Linked DNA regions of Rattus norvegicus: region 2 is linked to region 1. Evidence: chromatin contacts called from public Hi-C data. All regions are on one chromosome and are shown on one strand. The core of a region is the stretch at or near the end of the contact, and the rest is flanking DNA. Distances in the headings are between cores, read along the strand shown. Region 1 overlaps LOC134486606 (a long non-coding RNA gene). Region 2 overlaps Aak1 (AP2 associated kinase 1).

What was found. A called contact is a pair of places that touch in the nucleus more often than the background predicts.
Region 2: a contact with region 1 is called in a Hi-C map of psoas muscle, with 2.4 times the contacts expected there. The contact joins two enhancer-like sites. A contact is called at or near these places in 10 of 12 Hi-C or Micro-C datasets (the A7r5 cell line, Schwann cells, frontal cortex and 6 more).

The regions. Positions count from the first base shown.
Region 1 is chr4:120,830,155-120,833,760 of GRCr8, reverse strand. The region is part of intron 1 of LOC134486606 (a long non-coding RNA gene); the gene reads left to right. Among named protein-coding and RNA genes, the nearest start is that of Aak1, 27 kb to the left of the region's middle. Within about 2 kb of position 2,225, at least 37 of the 93 cell types and tissues checked have an H3K27ac peak or open chromatin away from gene starts, as enhancers often do.
Region 2 is chr4:120,932,983-120,936,498 of GRCr8, reverse strand. The region is part of intron 2 of Aak1 (AP2 associated kinase 1); the gene reads right to left. Among named protein-coding and RNA genes, the nearest start is that of Aak1, 76 kb to the right of the region's middle. Within about 2 kb of position 2,043, at least 3 of the 93 cell types and tissues checked have an H3K27ac peak or open chromatin away from gene starts, as enhancers often do.

The sequences.
Region 1 (3,606 bases), core at 976-3,475:
TTCTTTTTCCCTCTTGTTTTTGGCTTCAAAACTCACAGCAATCCTCCTGCCTCTGCTTCCATGGTGCCGAGAGTACAGGTATAACACTGTACCTGGCATGATCCCTTTAAAATGAAGAATTTCAGGATGGTGGTGAGCTCACTTACCTAGCATTCACGAGGCCCTAAATCCCTAAATTTCCTTCCTTCCTTCCTTTATCTATTATTTATTTATTTATATTTCATGTGCATCAGTGCTTTGCCTGCATGTGTGTCTGTGTGAGGGTGTTGGACCCCCTGAAACTGTAGTTACAGACAGTTACAAGCTGCAATGTGGGTGCTGGGAATTGAACTCGGGTTCTCCTATAGAAGAACACTTTTTACCACCAAGCCATCTCTCTAACCCTTAGATTCTTTCTTTGTGTTAGGGCCTCACTCTGACTCTGGCTAAAACTCACTTAAACTAAGCTATCCTTGAACTCACAAAGATCCTTCTGCTTCTGCCTCCCAAGTATCACACCACTTTGACAAAAGCCCCAGAGTCTAGGAGTGGTGGCATAAACCTGAATCCTAAACCTTAGTACATAGAGGTCAGAGGGTGGAAGTACAATTAAAAGGTCTGGAGAGATGGCTCAGCAGTTAGGAATACTCGTGGCTCTTTCAGAGGACCTACATTGGATTCCAGCACCCTTGTGGTGTTCACAACTGTCTGTAACTTGAGTTCCAGAGGGTCTGATACCCTCTTTTTGTTTCCTTGGGCTCCAGGCACACAGCTGGTATATATACATACATACATACATACACACACACACACATACATACATACATACACACACACACACAGGCAAAACATTCATATACATAAATAATTTTTTAAAGCTATAACCAATTCATGACCAGCCTGGGCTACATCAGATCCTGTTTGAAAAGAAAAAAAAAAACAAAAAAAAAATTAAGAATTTCCTAATTGCAACAGTTGTGCATTAAACCGGGCAGCAGCCTCCTGAGGCTGAGCTGTGATGTTTCCATTGACACCCCTGGTTCATGTGGCTTGCAGTCCCACTTCCCAGACACCCACTTCTCCTGGGAAACTCTCTACCCTTGCAGTGATCTGATGTTTGTGTCTCAGGTGGAAAGCTAATCCCCAATGGCAAGTGTGAAGTTGGGGGGCTCCAGGCAGTGATTAGGAGCCAGAGTGAAGGGGTGAGTAATAGCAGATCAGTGTGCCCTTGTAAGAAAGGGAGGAGAGGGTGCTGGAGAGATGGCTCAGTGGTTAGGAGCACTGACTGCTCTTCCAGAGGTCCTGAGTTCAAATTCAGGCAACCACATGGTGCCTCACAACCATCTGTAATGAGATCTAGTGCCCTCTTCTGGTGTGTCTGAAGACAGCTACAATGTACTTATATATAATAAATAAATAAATCTTTAAAAAAAAAAAAAGGCAGGAGGAGCACTGGTGCTCCAGCTGGTACTCCAAGGTACTCTAGGAAGCAGAGTGAATCCTCAGTGCTCACCACACCCACAGTGTGTCCATGCCTTGATCTTGGGCCAGGACTGTGAACAGTAAACATCTGAGTTTACAAATAGCCCTGTCTGTGATCTCTCTGCCATGACTGCTAAACAGACTAAGTCCCCAGCCAGTCTTTGTAAGCTTGACTTTGTTCTGCAATGGTTATAAACACACACCAAATTTCAGGGGACATATGTAGTGCAAACACTCAAGCACACCCCGGCTCTTACCATCCTCGAGTTTTGAGCCACCTGCCTCCCTGTCACACAGCGAAAACTGACAGGATGGTGGCTGCGCGGCCAGAGGGCGGTACTGCTGAGTGTCCCAGCGTTAAATACCGCCATTCATTTGATGCTGAGACAGCAGTCCGCAGCTGAGCTGATTTCTCTCAGAACTGAAAAACAAACTCAGGTGGAAAATCTGGGCAAGCAATGTGATTTGCTATTTTGGGAGATGAGAGAGAAAAAGGAAGTCATTGAAATGGTGTAATGAGAGTGTGGAACGGGGATCGTGAGTGTGGAGGTCCGATGACTCTTATGCTCTTCCGGGATGGTGGGGAGGACATAAAGGAAGCTACAGAGGGAACAGCAGACCACCCTGGGAGGGCTGATGTCCCGCCCCCACGCCCAGGGAGGGATTAAACAACCTGAGCTAGCTCCGGGGCAGGGAAGGGTGTGAACTGGGAGTGGAGAGGAGGGTTCTTCACAAGCCAGGCAGCCCCAGCTGTGGGAATGACAGGCTTCTCACCCCACTCCCTTTGCTGTATGAGGCTGGTCATCTCCACTGCTGGTGTCCTCCCACACGGTTCCTGAGCTGTCTTTCTCTTGTGATTGTTATGTAACAACCCCCCCCCCCCACACACACACACACTGCAGTGCTGGGGTGTAGCCCAGGTCTGATCACTGAGCTGAACCACTAGCCCTTTTGCATCCTGTGTTCACTATGCTGGTGTAATACTTGTTTTGTGTTTAACTTTCTGCTTTGTATATAGGTTTTTTTACTCGTTTGTTTGTTGGTCGGTTGGTTTTTTGAGACAGGCTTTCTCTGTGTGGTCCTGGCTGTCCTGGAACTCAGAGATTCAGCTGCCTCTGCTTCCCGAGTTCTGGGATTAAAGGGGTAAGCCACCGCTGCCTGGTGGCTTTTTTACTTTTATTGTTGAAAATCAACAATATGAATATATATAAGCAAAAATGCATGAGAAGTAGAGAGGCTGCCCAGGGGTTCCTCACCAAGCTTCCTTCCCACCCTGAAATATTTGAGGAAGGCCACGGGCCTCCTCAGTTTATCTGTTTTCAGTATGTGTCTCTTTATTGTTTATGTTTTAGAGTGTCTAGGCTGGACCAGGACTCACTATGTGACCCAGACTGGCCCTGAACTCAATGGCACTTCTGCCTCAGCCTCCTGTTTGAACTTTTCTTTTTAGAAAGATTTATTTATTTATTATGAGTACACTGTAGCTGTCTTCAGACACACCAGAAGAGGGCATCAGATCTCATTATAGATGGTTGTGAGCCACCATGTGGTTGCTGGGATTTGAACTCAGGACCTCTGGAAGAGCAGTCAGTGCTCTTAACCGCTGAGCCATCTCTCCAGCCCCACGTTTTTATTATTGGTACCAGTGTGAGTTTGTGTGAGGGTCCAGAAGACAGCTTTATAGTCAGTTCTCCCCCTTCATCTTTATGTGGGTTTCTGGGATTGGACTCAGACCTCCAGACTTGTGCTGCAAGCAACTTTATCTTCTAACATCTTACACACCCCCTGATTTTTCATTTTAAATCTAGACTCCACGTGAGAGAAAATGTACCACATGTAGTTTGCTTAGTGTGGTTGTCTCGGTTTTGTGCGTTTTCCTGCAGATCCTACAGATGGCGCAATCTCAATCCTTACAGCTGACTACTACCCACTCTTGTGTTTATGACACATTTTTCTCTGTCCATCATCATCCATTGATGGACCCCTGACTGGTTCCACATCTTGGCATTGTGAATAGTGAATCAATAGTCATGGGTCGGGAGCTATGTGTGCTGTGCTTATGTGGACTCCTTCAGGTGTGGACCCAGGGGTGGTAGAGCAGGAATTTGAATATTAGACTTTTACAAAGTTATCTATTAGAGCCTA
Region 2 (3,516 bases), core at 794-3,293, 100 kb before region 1:
AAGATGTCAGTGCTCCCCAAATAGAAATACAGGTTTTATACTCTTCCTATCAAAATTCCAGATTATTGGGGCTGGGGATTTAGCTCAGTGGTAGAGCACTTGCCTAGCAAGCACAAGGCCCTGGGTTCGGTCCTCAGCTCCAGAAAAAAAGAAAAGAAAGGAGAGGAGAGGAGAGGAGGGGAGGGGAGGGGAGGGGAGGGGAGGGGAGGGGAGGGGAGGGGAGAGGAGAGGAGAGGAGAGGAGAGGAAAAGAAAAGAAAAGAAAAGAAAAGAAAAGAAAAGTCCAGAATGTATATTGTGTGACTTGAATGTGAGATACCCTCGCAGGCTTACTTTGATGTTTGAATAGTCAATCCCCACCTGGCACTGCTATTTTGTAAGGAGGTAAGTCTCTGCTACAGAAAGCGGGTCACCGGGAATGGGCTCTGAGTTTGTATGAACTAACCCCGCTTCCTGTCTCTTTGCTTCCTGCCTAGAAACAGTGTGACCAGATGCCTCATATTCCTGCCATCATGTCTTCCTTTCCATGACAACAGTAGATCTTCTTAAACCATGAGCCAAAATCCTTAAGTTTCTTTTATTAGGCATTTGTCACACTGGTGAGAAAAGAAACTAATATACTATAGGCTAGAATATTTTAAAGCATTCTGAGGAAAATCTGAGAGAATCTTGTTTGAGAGCATGATATGGTAGCAATACCTATAATACCAGAACTTGGTAGATTAAGGCAGGAGAATTAGGAGTTCAAGGCTACACAGTTAAGGTAACCCAAGGCTACAGCATAAGACTCTGTCAGGGGCAGTGTGTGTATGTATGAGAGTGTGCATGTGCGTGTGCGTGCGTGCGTGTGTGTGTGTGTGTTACTATGTAGCTACAATGAACGAGACTAGAAGAAATAGGTGGAAAGATACACATCCAGGTGATAAAGAGAACAAAGAAAGGCCTAATAATGGATCCCCACAATTGAAGTGTCTGGGGTGGGGGTGGGGGGTTCTGGGAGTCAAACCCAGGGCTTTGTATATGTAGACAAGAATGCTACTACTAAGCTACAATTCAGTTCAGGTGACATTTCACACCCAGGAGAGCAGGGGTCCTCTTCAAAACTGCTGCTAGAACAATTCGCCACTCATAAGCAAAAAGCTGAACTTCAACAACAGTCTCAAGGCTTATGTAAAAGTGAACTAAAAATGGTTCATGGACAAATGCAAAACTAAAATTTTAGAGGAAAAAAAATAGAAGAAACTCTTCAGAATTGAGGGCTAAACAAAAACTCCTTCAATTTGACACCAAAAGCCCAATCCATATGGAGAAGCTGTTGGGTGATCGCCTCCACAGAAGGAAAGGTGAAGGAGAAAATAGGCTAGGGAGACTAACCAAAAGGGAGGCCAAGGTAGAGGAGACTAGGGAACTCCACAATAGGAACAAGCTGTTTCCAGAGAATTCCAGCTAGGAGTTATTACCAGGGTGGGTCCATCCGGTCAGGCTCCCAGGACAAGGCCTCAGACGGTTCCAGCAGAAAACTAGTTATACATTTAAAACATGACTTGCTGAGTGTCTCAGTTAGGGTTTACTGCTGTGAACAGACACCGTGACCATAGCAACTCTTTTAAGGACAGCATTTAATTGGGACTGGCTTACAGTTTCAGTCAGTTCATTATCATCAAGGCAGGAACATGGCAGCATCCAGGCAGGCATGGTATAGTATAGGAAGAGCTGAGAGTTCTACATCTTTATCTGAAAGCTGCTAGAAGACTGGCTTCCTCGCGGCTAGGAGGAGGGCCTTAAAGCCATGCCCACAGTGACACACTTCCTCCAACAAGGCCACGCTTCCAAATAGTGCCACTTCCTGCCCAAGCATATTCAAAGCAGCATACTAAGCGAGGAGAGCCTGGAATTACACTGTGGAAATGGATACAGAACACTGAGAGCAGAGGAGGAACAAAGACAAATCCTAATGAGAATGGCCACATGGGAAAGTGGCAGTGCTGACGGCCCAGCAGATGCACCAGCAGCAGATCCCTCTAACAGCAAAGTGAAAGCCAAACTCAGCAGAGCAAACCTCTGCCAAAACTGACCAGCGCTCCAAAAAACGTGGGGTGCGGGTAAGGCTAATACCTCAGACGTGATGCCTGCAGGGTGAAAGCAGCTACATCCTGATATCCCACGGGAACAGTGCCTCACAGGAAGTAAAAACCAACAACTAAAGTGGTTTGGGAAGTACATTCAAAGAATCAACTACCATGATGACCTCTAGGATCCTGAGGTGGCACAGGAGGATGGTGTGGGCCTGCCTGATGTGTTGTTACCTCATTGACTTAGCTTTGATAAAATAAAATCTAAATAGAAACAAAAACAAACTGTCATGTTAATGCACCACTGGGCCAGAACATGATCCCATGCAACTTGTGCTTCTTGGTTTCTCCACTAGCACAAAGCCATCCCTGGAGAAGGGGAAAGAATGGGACTGCTTTTCTAACCTGGGTAAACTAGGAAGGGCATTCTAGGAAGAGATGGAGTAGCAGCAGAGAGATGCGAAGGTGTGGGGCAGCTAAATAAGCATGGAGCAAGTGTGTGGGAAGGGTTAGAAAGAGAAGGCAGAGGAGTACTGGAAGGAAGAAATGAAGGAGAAGGAAGCAGAGGCCAGAAATATCCAGGAACCTTCCCTGTGCAAACAGAGGACCTTAGGCCCACGGCAGACAGGCCCCTGTGGTCTTGAGCCTTGGGGGTAGCTGGCTGGTTCTGCAGTATTTGGTCATTCCCAAATACGCTTAGTTTTAGGCTCTCACTGCACCTAACTCTTAGTTATGCTTTACAATGGCTTTAAAGTCTGAGCACTATGGAACCACCTCTAGGTGACTCACGTGGATCTGATTCTGCCACCAGCAAACATTCATTTCACCCACTTAATGAACTACTTTCTGCAGGTTAAGCGGTGTGTCAAACTATTCTGTTTCTTGTTTTAAATAACTCACAATGTAAAGGCGGAACTCCTTAAAATGCACCAGGTGAAGCAATATATTGGAATAAACAAAAGCTGTGGAAATACCAAAAATAACAAAGTACATATTTAAGTTTCTATTATGCATTCTGTCAAACAGAGGCAAAAACAACAAACAACAACTAAGGAGCTCTTCAGAAATCTCGCTTTGCCCTGGTTATCACACCACGCATGGTCAATCTTTCTTTTAAATCCAATTACTGTTTTCACAGAAACATACAATTTTATCATAAATACACCAGCATGTACTTCTGAAACAGACTCTTGAATAATGGTAGAAATTTAAATCTGCACAAATTAGTAAGTTTGAAAGGGTCTGTTTTATGTTTAATTACGTGTCTCTGTGCACCTGTGTGCGTGCTCGTGCAGGTGCTGAGAGGCCAGAGGCACTAGGTTGTCTGAGGCTAGAGTACAATGGTAGATGTGATATGGATGCTAGGAATCGAGCTCTGGTCCTCTAGAAGAACAGTACGAGCTCTTAAGTGCTGAGTCATCTCTTGCAGTAGGTTTCTTTGTTTT